Linked DNA regions of Neogale vison: regions 1 and 2 are each linked to region 3. The links are chromatin contacts, called in public Hi-C maps. All regions are on one chromosome and are shown on one strand. The core of a region is the stretch at or near the end of the contact, and the rest is flanking DNA. Distances in the headings are between cores, read along the strand shown.

The links. A called contact is a pair of places that touch in the nucleus more often than the background predicts.
Region 1: a Hi-C map of muscle shows a contact between it and region 3, with 10 times the contacts expected there. The contact joins the enhancer-like site here to the promoter of TEAD1 in region 3. A contact is called at or near these places in 2 of 3 Hi-C or Micro-C datasets (fibroblasts and muscle).
Region 2: a contact with region 3 is called in a Hi-C map of muscle, with 4 times the contacts expected there. The contact joins the enhancer-like site here to the promoter of TEAD1 in region 3. A contact is called at or near these places in 2 of 3 Hi-C or Micro-C datasets (fibroblasts and muscle).

The regions. Positions count from the first base shown.
Region 1 is chr7:160,835,427-160,839,046 of ASM_NN_V1, forward strand. The region is part of intron 8 of TEAD1 (transcriptional enhancer factor TEF-1); the gene reads left to right. Among named protein-coding and RNA genes, the nearest start is that of RASSF10, 95 kb to the right of the region's middle. Within about 2 kb of position 2,360, the one cell type or tissue checked has open chromatin away from gene starts, as enhancers often do. A contact at or near this core is called in fibroblasts, where this site is marked.
Region 2 is chr7:160,773,355-160,776,953 of ASM_NN_V1, forward strand. The region is part of intron 2 of TEAD1 (transcriptional enhancer factor TEF-1); the gene reads left to right. Among named protein-coding and RNA genes, the nearest start is that of TEAD1, 150 kb to the left of the region's middle. Within about 2 kb of position 1,392, the one cell type or tissue checked has open chromatin away from gene starts, as enhancers often do. A contact at or near this core is called in fibroblasts, where this site is marked.
Region 3 is chr7:160,623,545-160,626,751 of ASM_NN_V1, forward strand. It overlaps TEAD1 (transcriptional enhancer factor TEF-1), which reads left to right and starts at 1,624. Exons shown (of 12, transcript XM_044258861.1): 1 at 1,624-1,980.

The DNA of each region.
Region 1 (3,620 bases), core at 1,110-3,609, 210 kb after region 3:
TCTGGCCCACGTGTTGGGTGGCAAGGACCAAACCAGGGCAGTGGCCTGGCCAGGCCCAAGGGGTACAGAAAATAGGGAGTGTCCGAGGGGAGAGGCATCAAAGGCTTTGGGTCTGATTAGCTGTGGGAGGAAGAGCATAGTGGAGATGACTGTTTTGGGGACCAGAAACAGTATTGTCATTTGAGTAGCCATGGAGCAGAGAGGAAGCAGGATTGCCATGTGATCATGCTCTTGCCTCTCATCATCGAAATAAACCTGCTGAAATGGGTATTAGAAATAGGCTCAGAGAGTTTAAGTAACTGAGCCCGGGAATCAGCTCATCGACGGCAGAGCTGGAGATTGGAACTTGGTCTGCATCCAGTGCCCGTGGTTTGAGGAGCTGGAGGGGAGGTGGCAGTAGTAACCAGCGTTTTGGGAGGTCTTCCTTACCAAGCAAGTGCTTTATCGTGGATTCTCTCACGGTGTGACTTGGAGGGAACCAGGCATGGAAGGATCATCCGAGAAGAAGGACGTTTCCCCAGCACCTCTCCTTTGGGGAAGGCCAGGGCAGGCCTCTGAGGGAGCACACCCTGCAGTTCCACAGACACATCCTGCAGATCCCCTTTTTCTTTTCCAGAAAGGCGGTTGGTCAGTGTGACCCCATGAATGATTTAATTTTCGTATTTTTATAGCTCCTTTCCAAGGCCTAAAGTCACAGATGAACCGAAATTCCTTTGTTAGATCACAGAACCTGGTTTTGGTTGGGAAAATGTGACCAGTGCAGCTCTCGGGAGGTCTGAAATCCATGAGGCCTGTGGCAGAATGAAGGGCAGGCGGTTTGAGTGGGGACTAGATTGGAGAAATACAGGAGTATAGCAAGGTGGAAACTCCAGAGGGCCAGGGGAGCCCCTGCCAGTGTTGTGACCGGGCGGAGAAGAGCAGGGTTTGGAGAAGCCTCCCAAATCGGCTGCTGTGGCCACTGGTGGCAGTGCATTTATGGATTCATGGGGAGATGGCTGTCTGGGAAGACTGGTTTCTGGTCCTTCGGAAAGAGGCCCCTTCACCACCACCACCACCACCCCCATTTATGGCTTGCGGGTGGATCTCATTAATAGTACACCTGTGTATCAGCGCCTGTGCGGCACGCTGGGGCTCACACAGGACTGTCGTGTTTGCTCAGTCGTTGGAACTTCCAGTGGACCCGTGGAGGCCAGGTGACAGCCCCATGTTCAGATGGAAGAAGCCAGGACCCAGGAAGGTTAAGCAGCTTGCCCCAGAAACAGCAGCAGACTTGGCTTCTGCTCCCTGTGTCGGTAATGGACACGCCCGTGTTTAGAATGAATGGTCAGAAAGCACCTCCAGCCTTCCCAGATCTCCGAGGAAGCCTACAGCGGAGGTCTGATGGTGGGCCATGCCCAGCGTTTATGTGCCCCCCACCCCACCCCCAGCCGAGTTTTCGGGTAGGACACAAACTGTGCAGCATTTGGGGGCTGGGAGGCTGGTGCACTGTGGTGTGGTGTGTGGTTTTCTCCACTCTGCCCTGTGCAGCGGCCGAGCCATCCTCGCTGCTGCTTCTCTCCCAGCGGTGCATGGTTTATTCTCCTGTCTGAGCCGCTCCGGGCACTCACCCTGCGTTTTCCTTGCCATCAGGGGGACGAGGCAATTGAAAGCATCTGGAAATCTGGGTTTTATGGACGTTTCACAGAGGCCCGGCCAGGCTCCATCTGTTCTCCTTGGCAGGTTGGCACCCCCATGTGCCTGCCTTCCCACTTGCTGTCCATGCACGTGGCCCGTGGGCTCTTAGAGCCGCACCCTGGTGGGGGAAGACAGCCCCTCTGCGAAGGTGGTGGTGGAAGTGGGAGTCAGGGCTGAGGTGGGGCCTTTTGGTGTGAGATCCCGGCAGGAAGGACTGATTTTTGCTCCGTATTCTTTGCTCTCAATGCTGCTTATTTTTGAGAGGAGCACAGGGGAGGGGATGAAGCAGTGCCCGGGTGCCAAGTAGCCAGAAGAGGGCCGGTGCCTTGGAGCAGTTAACAGATGAGGAGAGGCCCTGCAGGAGTTGGAGCCCAACCCAGCCGCACCCTACCACTCGCCCAGCTTCCCCCCTCCCCACCTTGGCCCCAGCACTGAATGTGCAGGTCCCTCTCTTTGGCTTGGCCCCACAGCCACTCCCTGTCCCTGCAGGGCCTGGGGGTTATCACAGGCTGCCAGGGCTGTCCTGGGGATGTGTGGACAGAGCCCAGGCAGGAGAAGGACAGGATACAAATGTAGGTGATCTGTCCATCCCCATTCTGTTCTGACTTGTACATTAGCCCCCCCTTGACATGAGTTATTTGTCTTGGTTTCTTAAAATTCCTAAGTGGATTATAATTTTTCCTCTTGGTATTATTTGACAGCAGTCATTTTTCAAGGTTTTACTGCGTTCTTCAGATACTTGGAATTTTTTTAAAACAAGTTTGGGAGAAGACCGCCACCTTCCTGTCAGACGAGGTAGTGCAGCTCCGGTCCGAGGAAGCGGCGCCAGTGCCAAGGACAGGAAGATTTGTCTGGGTTTCTCTGTCCTTTTTCACAGACAGCGAGCTGCCTCACCAGGGGTCTCTGGAATAAAACCTATTAGCCATGCTTTCGAAAAAGAGGAGAGAAAGAAAAGAAAACCCAGTGGCCGCTTTTGGGAGTTGGGCTGTTCCGGTGTGTCTCCTCGGTGGTGACGGGCACTTTAAGGGCAGGCTCTCTGTGCTTCAGGGAGTGGGCACGGACGTGTCTGAGGGAAATTCGGGAGCCAGATCACTCCAGGCTCTGGGTGCACATCACCCGCACCTCACCCCCGCCTCACGTTACAGTGGCGAACGAGTAGGAATCACCCTGTGTGTCTCCTGTGTTCCTTTTAATCTCTGCTTTAAGTTTTGGTATTTTCCATTTCGTGGCTATCAGCAGGATAATCTTAATTTCACATGATCTTCGTCTGAAGTAAAGAAATAATCATGATTACTTGGCAATAATAGTAACAAATTATGTGCAAGCCCAGTGTTATGTATTTTCCACACGTTATCTCACTTTATGTTTGTACCACTCCTTCAAGATAGCTACCAGGACTACCCCTGCATTATGGACGTGGAAGCTGCCCCAGGGCGCTGAACTTGCCCATTTTATTTACTTTATTTATTTTATCTTTTAAGATTTTATTTATTTATCTGACAGAGAGACAGCAAGAGAGGGAACACAAGCAGTGGGGGTGGGAGTGGGAGAAGCAGGATCCCCTCTGAGCAGGAAGCCCAAAGCAGAGCTCAGTCCTAGGACCCTGGGATCATGACCCGAGCCGAAGGCAGACACTCAACCAACTGAGCCACGCAGGCGCCCTGAACTTTCCCATATTAGATGACCCCACTTGGAAGTGGCCCCTGCACCAGGACTCAGACCCCAGCTGACTCCAGAGTTCCAGTGGTCCTCACCCTCTCTGCAGCCTCCCCAAGCAACAGGGAGGGGAGGAGAGGCGGGAGCAGGAAAGAGAGTGACCTTAGAACTGATTTGGAAAAGGAGGAAAAGTCCTTTGTTAAACCCCCAGGGTAGCTAAATAGCCCAGCGCGAGTAACTTTTTTGAGTTTTAAGGATTACATTCACCTTTGTCGCTGTTTACAACTGCT
Region 2 (3,599 bases), core at 142-2,641, 150 kb after region 3:
TACACACACCTGCCTCAGTGCTCAGCAAGCAGTAAGCCATCGTGAGATGCCGAGATTGTGCCTGGTGTTTTCTGAGTTTCCAAAAAGACAAAGTTCTGGACTCTTACTAGTGTCGGAGGGTGTTCAGAGACCTCTCATTTCATTCCCGCAACAGTGCTTGGTGGGAGAAGGCTCTGAGATGACGATGTTGATTGTCTGCATTTTACAAATAGAAAAATTAAGGCCCAGAAAAGTTATTGCCTTGCTAAAAACGACAGTAGCTCTTAAAGGAGAGCAGAGATTTGCACTCAGATCCACTGACTCTAGGCCATAAGCTTTATGGTACTTGGTGCAGACTGTCTCCTGCATCAGGTAAGGGCCAGATCAATAGGTTTTGTCCTAGTGACAGACCACACAGGGCTGCTTGCTTCGTTCTAGTTTTGCTGGGGGAAGAAAAAAGGTTTTTGCATTCATTATGTTGGTGAATGAAAAAAATCCTAGGGGGCGCCTGGGTGGCTCAGTGGGTTAAGCCGCTGCCTTCGGCTCAGGTCATGATCTCAGGGTCCTGGGATCGAGTCCCGCATCGGGCTCTCTGCTCTGCAGGGAGCCTGCTTCCTCCTCTCTCTCTCTCTGCCTGCCTCTCTGCCTACTTGTAATCTCTCTCTGTCAAATAAATAAATAAAATCTTTAAAAAAAAAAAATCCTAGGACCCAAGGTATTTTTACTTCTGGCCCCCTCCCCCACAGCCACATGTAGACTTGACATTGTGTTTTGCCCTCTTTGTGCCAGGACAGCTCAGATGGATGCTTTGGTCACCATTCCTCCTTTTTTTTTTTTTTTTTTTTTTTTGGCAGGAGTCATAATCCTAGCCAATGAAAAAATAAAATGACATTTCCTGGTAATGGAAAGTAGCAGTTGGTGAAACTTTAGAAGAGGAGTGTGGTGCGTGTGTGTTTCAGCGAATAAGAAACCGTCACAGTAGAGTGAGCGGTGGGTTCAGCGGTGGCTGAGGAACGTATTTGCTTGCATCACGACTGTCAGTAAAGATCTTAAAAAAACTCCCAGCTGGAGTCTCGAGGGCCAAGGTCGCTGCCGGGCCGTTGCTGCGGGACGGAGCTCCCTTCCTGGTAGACATTTAATTCACAAGAACGCTAATTATTCCTTCTTGCCCGGCGCTGGCCGCTGGAACAGGCGTCCTGCTTGTTTGGTGCGCAGTGTGGCGTCCGGCAGCAGGCCTTTTTATGTAACTGAGGGCGCTGTATGTTCATATTGTTCTTTATGTCCTTACTTTATAGCTTATGCAGCAGACATTGGAGTCAATTAGCTTCTTGTCTTGCAGACTGGGCGCTGCTGTTCTAGAACGGAGTTAGAAGGGCGTGTCCGAGGGCGCCCAGGCCGACCTCTCTCCTTTCTTTTTGTGCTGTGTGGGCCGGTGTCAAGTTACAGCCTTTTTATTGGCTCTTCTTTGCCGAACCTTGGTTTCAAAAGCTGGCAATTGTGAGTTGGATTTCTTAAAGGTATAGCTTTTTTTTTCACCAAACCGGAGCCAAGAAAAGACACATAGCCCACCCCAGGGCACTGTGATTTTTTTTTTTTTTTTAAGCCGAATGATACTTTTCTTTTCTTTGTTTCTTTGTTTCTTTCTTTTTTTTTTTTTTAAAGTACAGGCTAACCAAAAATCTGTGTGAATAGTTTCTCCACTCACAGTTCTTTCCCCCGGTGTCCCTCAGCACAGACTCTCCAGGAGAGAACTTGCTTTGCGTTTTTCTGGGTAATCTTACTCCTGTCTTAGTTTTACTCTGTCTCATTGCTGTGTTCGCTCCGTATTTTGTTCGGAACCTACCTCAAACCCTTTCTGGGAACGGGTCTGCGTGCACGTAAATTAAATTCTGTTATATCCGTTCCACAAACTATTTCTGCAAACGATGATGTTTATGAAGCATAGATTCCCTTTTTTCAGCTGGTAAGGATTTGGAAAGAAAATTGACCCCAAAAAAGAAGAAAAAGAAAAAAAAATTCTTTTCTGCTCCTTCTTTCCAGCTGCTTTTCTGTGGTTTTAGCTCTCCGACCTGCTGAATGCATGCAGGGATGGTGGGTGTGGAGGCCCCCACGTCGGAGGGGCTCCTCCTAGACCCCAAGTGCAGCAGGCAGGGTGACCCAGTGCACTTTGCCCCAATCGACCCAACAGTTCTGCACGGCAGAGACCGACCTATGGGTCCCCTGAATCCTAAGAGCCTTTCATGGTGCCTGACCCAAGACAAGAGTTTCAGAAAATATACGAGAAAAAAGAATGAGCAGATGAGCCCACTCAACTTTTCCCTCCCTTGTGTAAGCATCCTTTACCCCCCCACCCCCAGCCTGTTGGCAGTGCCTGTTGCTGTGCTTGAGGTCACCAGGGGACCCCAGGGTGTGCCCTGGGGAGCAGCTGGGTCCACTGCCGCAGGTCGCACCAGCTGTGATTCAGGCATACAACATTGCTGACTCTAATATTTGTCTTTAGAAGAAAAACTGAACTCAAGAAAAGGATCTTGATTCCTTCCTTATTCTTGCCGGCTTGGAACACTGACTGCGCATGCTTGTACTGATCTCTGGACGAGTGGTTTTCTTCCTTTATCTGCCTATTTATTGAGCATCTTCTGAATGCGAGCCTTTCTCTGCCTCAGCGTGGGAGAGGGAGGATCCGCCACTGTGGTGTTCTGCTGGCCCCTTACCAGAGTTGTACAGATGAGGCGTGAAGTTGGGTGTCTGCGGGACACTCCTCACAAAAGCTACAAGACTTAGAGTATATTGAGCATGTGCCACACTGTGAAGACAGTGCCGGGCGCCTTACCCGTGATCACTTAGGGGATAGGGAAGGCTGGACGGGACGTACACGTGTTGCCATCATGAGACTGTTGAGGCCAGCTTTTTTTCCCCTCTGTGACACTCACCACAAGACACTGAAGGGCTTTTTAATGAAAAGGTTGGTCAGGGGAAGCGTTTGTAGCTGTCTGTCAAAGAGGGCAGGGTCAGAGAAGTTTGAGGAGTTGTACCTTGGGAGTGGAGAGAGATTGAGGGAGAAAAGGTTCAAGACTGGGAGGACAGAGGAGCATCCAAGGAAGGACTTTGGGGGTGGGAGAGACCCCTGTGTTGTTAGGAAGTGGAAGGGCTTGGCCTTGCTGCCATTGAAAGAGGAACTGAGAAAAAGGTGAGGTGGTTGAGAGTGACAGGGACCACATAAGGAGAGAAGAACGTGCTGGAGACTGAGCTGGGCCTCACTCCCTCACCTCCTTTGGGTCGGGAAGGCCAGAGGACAGCGTGCCCTGCGGGAATTCACAAAGGCTGCTGGGGGTGTGGGAGTGTTCTGATGGACAAAGTGGGGGTGAGCAAGGGGTACAGAGGTGGGAAGACCCTGTTGTGTTTCAGGGAGTCAAATTATTCTTTTGTGTTTGCAGATTCCAAGATGCATGGTTTTTCCCAGTGAGTTCTTGAGCACGCCTCTAATAAAAAGAAATGTAGACTGAATTCTAAGACGTAAATTTTTTCTATTATAATTTTAATTTCTGAGTCCCTTGGTGAAATCAGCACTGCTCATCCTCTTATTTCTCTGCTTGTATTGTGTCTGCCTGTATTGTCTTGGC
Region 3 (3,207 bases), core at 374-2,873:
TTACTGTAAACCTCATTGTATCACCTTATTATTGCATGCAAACTAGAGATAAAACGCATTAGTACCCTTTATTAAGAAAAAAAAAAAAAAGCATTAGTACCTACCTGTGGTAACGGATGCATACACACGTGAGAAATTTGTATAGGAATACAGGCACACACAAATGAGTACAATTAAGGTTGGGGAAACATCAATAAGACGGGTGGACTGAATCAATGTCAATATCCATTGTGTGTTATATTACAGTTGTGGAGGACATTACCATTGGGAAGAACTGGGCAACGTGAACAAAAGATTTCTTTGTACTATTATTTTTTACAACATGTGAATCTTCAATGATCACAAGAAAAATTTCAATTAAAGAACATTAGTACAAGTTACGTTGTACAAAATGTGTCGTTGCAAGTCACATTCTGCTTCCCTCAATTATTCATATTTAGGGGATTTAGGGACAAATAGGCGCCATTATTTATCTTGGGGCCCCAACTGGAAAGGAGAGCAAAATGCCTAGAAGGAAAGAGGTCAACAGTACAGAAATTGCTTTTGCTACTTCGATCTTAGTGAAACTGGCACAAGACAGTCACCGAAAACGTTAGACAAGTTCTGCCATAGAGGGATGACTTTACCCAGCTATTTTCTGATTTACCCACTGGGTATAATGTGTCACTACTCCGCTTCCAAAGGTGGCGATAAAACTATTTTTTTTTTTTTTTTTTTAGAATGGAAGAGAAATTTATCCACACACACAAAAGGAGCGGCCTGAAGTTGCCTGATGTAGCATTTTAAAATTCGGGGAGTTTTTGCCTAACCCATTACTTTCGGAAAAGTACAACCCACAGGGATGAGAGAACTCAACTTCTTGAGCAAGCTGGAGAAGACCGTGCTAGCAGGGCAGATTGGTTTCCCTTCCCAACAAAAGGGCCGACTTCCACTTGAATGAGCGCCGCGAACTTGTATAAAGTGTGAGAGGGGAAGAAATGGCAGGCTGGGAATCCGGCCCCGGGAAGGCTTTCACCGCGCCGCAGAACCACCACCTGAATTTCCAGAAAAGAAACTTCTCTTCCCCGAACTTGCAGACTTTCACGAGTCCTGGAGCGCTCTAAGGGGTCGGCCGAGCTTCCGCGTCCCGTAAGAGGGAAACTGAGGCAGGGAGGGCGCGGCGCGCGCAGCTCCGGGCTCGGCGCCCGTCCGGAGGAAGAAACCCAGGCTTCCAGAGTTCTCCGTGCGGACGCAAGCACCTCGAAGCCTCCCGCCGCCCCGCCCTGCTCGGGACAAAGCCCGGGCCCGCGCCGGGAGACAGGGCGGGGGGGTGGGGGGTGGGCAGGGCGGCTCCCGCGCGCGCCCCGCTCCCCCGTGGGCGCGAGACTCCGCCCCGCCGTCCCTGCGGGGGGAGCCCGTGCCCCAACCGCAAGTCGGCCCAGCCGGGCCCGCCCCGAATCCCCATGACGTCACCGGCGGCGGCAGGCCCCGCCCCCGGCCCCGGGCGGCAGGCCGCATGACGTCACCGAGGCCCCACCCCTCCGGAGCGAGTTCGGTCCTGGCGTTCATTTCATTCCTGTCCTCATTCCGAACATTCTTAGCATCGCTCGCGCCGCGCCGCGCCGCCCGAGCCGAGCCGAGCCTCTGCAGCCGCCGCCGCGGCCCCGCCGCCCGCCGCGGGCGCCCACCAAGCACTTTGCAGACTCGCTTCCACCCTACGGGCCAGTCCGCGCGGCGGGGCCCGGGCCCGGGGCGGCCGCGTCCGGGGACAGGCCATGCAGTGAAGCCCCCCCACCCCGACCGCCTTTGCCTGGAGCCGCGGGCAGCAGCCCAGTGCGCCGAGCCGGCCCCGGGGCAGGAGCGGTGCTAGGCAGGGGTGGGGTGGCCCGGCCCGGGGACCGGGAGCCGGGGAGGGAGCCGGGCACCGAGCTGCGGGCGGGGGAAGCGGCGCCGAAGTTTGCCTCGGACTCGCCGGGCGCTGCGGCGGCTCCCTTCGCCGAGGTAAGTTGGCGCGCGGGGTGATGCTGGGTGCGGGCGGCGCACCGGGCGCCCGGGGGCGGGGGGCCGGCGGCGCGTCCGGCTCGGGCCGCTCTTTCTCTGCGGGCTCCGCTTTGTGTGCGGCGGGCGGGCACGCGGAGGGCCAGGGCCGGGCCCCCGCGCCCCCTTCAAGGTGAGCGGCCGGGCGCCGCCGCGCGAGTTGCCGGGACGCCAAGTTGGGCCGCGCGCTGCGGAGCCCGCGCGGCAACAGGCGGTCCCCGGCGGCGGCCCTGGAGGCGCCCGGCCGGCCGCGCCGCGCCCCCCCCGCCCCCCCCGTCCCCCGCGCCCCCAGCGCCTGCCCGCTCGCCCGTACGCGCGCACACGCACACACCCTCACAAGCTCAGCCGGTTATCACGGTTTGCTCGGGGAAGTCAGAAGTTCGGAGCGGGCGCGGGCGGGGAGAGCCGCCGGCGCCGCCTCGGAGCCCGGAGCCGCCCCCCCCCCCGCCCGACGCCGCCGCCCCCACCGGGCCCCTGGGCGCCCGGGCCCCCCGAGGCCTGCCCGGGGTCCGCGCCGACTCGTGCTGCTGGCGGGGGTTCGCTCCTTCTCAAAGATGAAAGAAGGCACGGTCGCCTTTGCCGCTTCTCCAGGACTGTTGCTGCTGCCGCCGCCGCCACTTCATTGCACATTCAAGTGGAAAATTTTCAGGAGTCAGCAGAAACATTGTGTCCAAAAAAGACTGAGTCGCAGTTACCACCAAACCCTGGAGGAGACTCTCCCTGGAAAACTTCCCTTCGGTAGGAAATACTGGGGGATTTGTTTGTTTATTGGAAGAGAAATGATCCCCAGGAGAGGAGAAAATCAGGGTGTACTTCTAGTCTTTGTTCGTAGCAGCAACACTGTTTTCAAAAGTCCAGAGGCCGGTTTTCAAGAAAGTTCAACTTCCAGGAGTTTCTTTTTTCTAAAATGCATTTGTGTGTGTGTGTGTGTGTGTGTGTGTGTGTATTTCTCTCTTTCTTTTTTTTTTTTTAAACTGAAGCAACATTTTAAATGAGTTGAAAACAATGGAGGGCTCACACTTCCCTTATTCTTCTCCCACGAAAATAAATAAAATCCAGATCATAATTTTCTTTGCTTTTTAATTGTCTTTCTTTTTAAAGATTTATTTAAAGTTGAATGGTGTCACTGTATAAAAATATTTATGAAACAATGAAATAGCAGCCACCAGCATTTCTCAGGAGGCTTGTTAA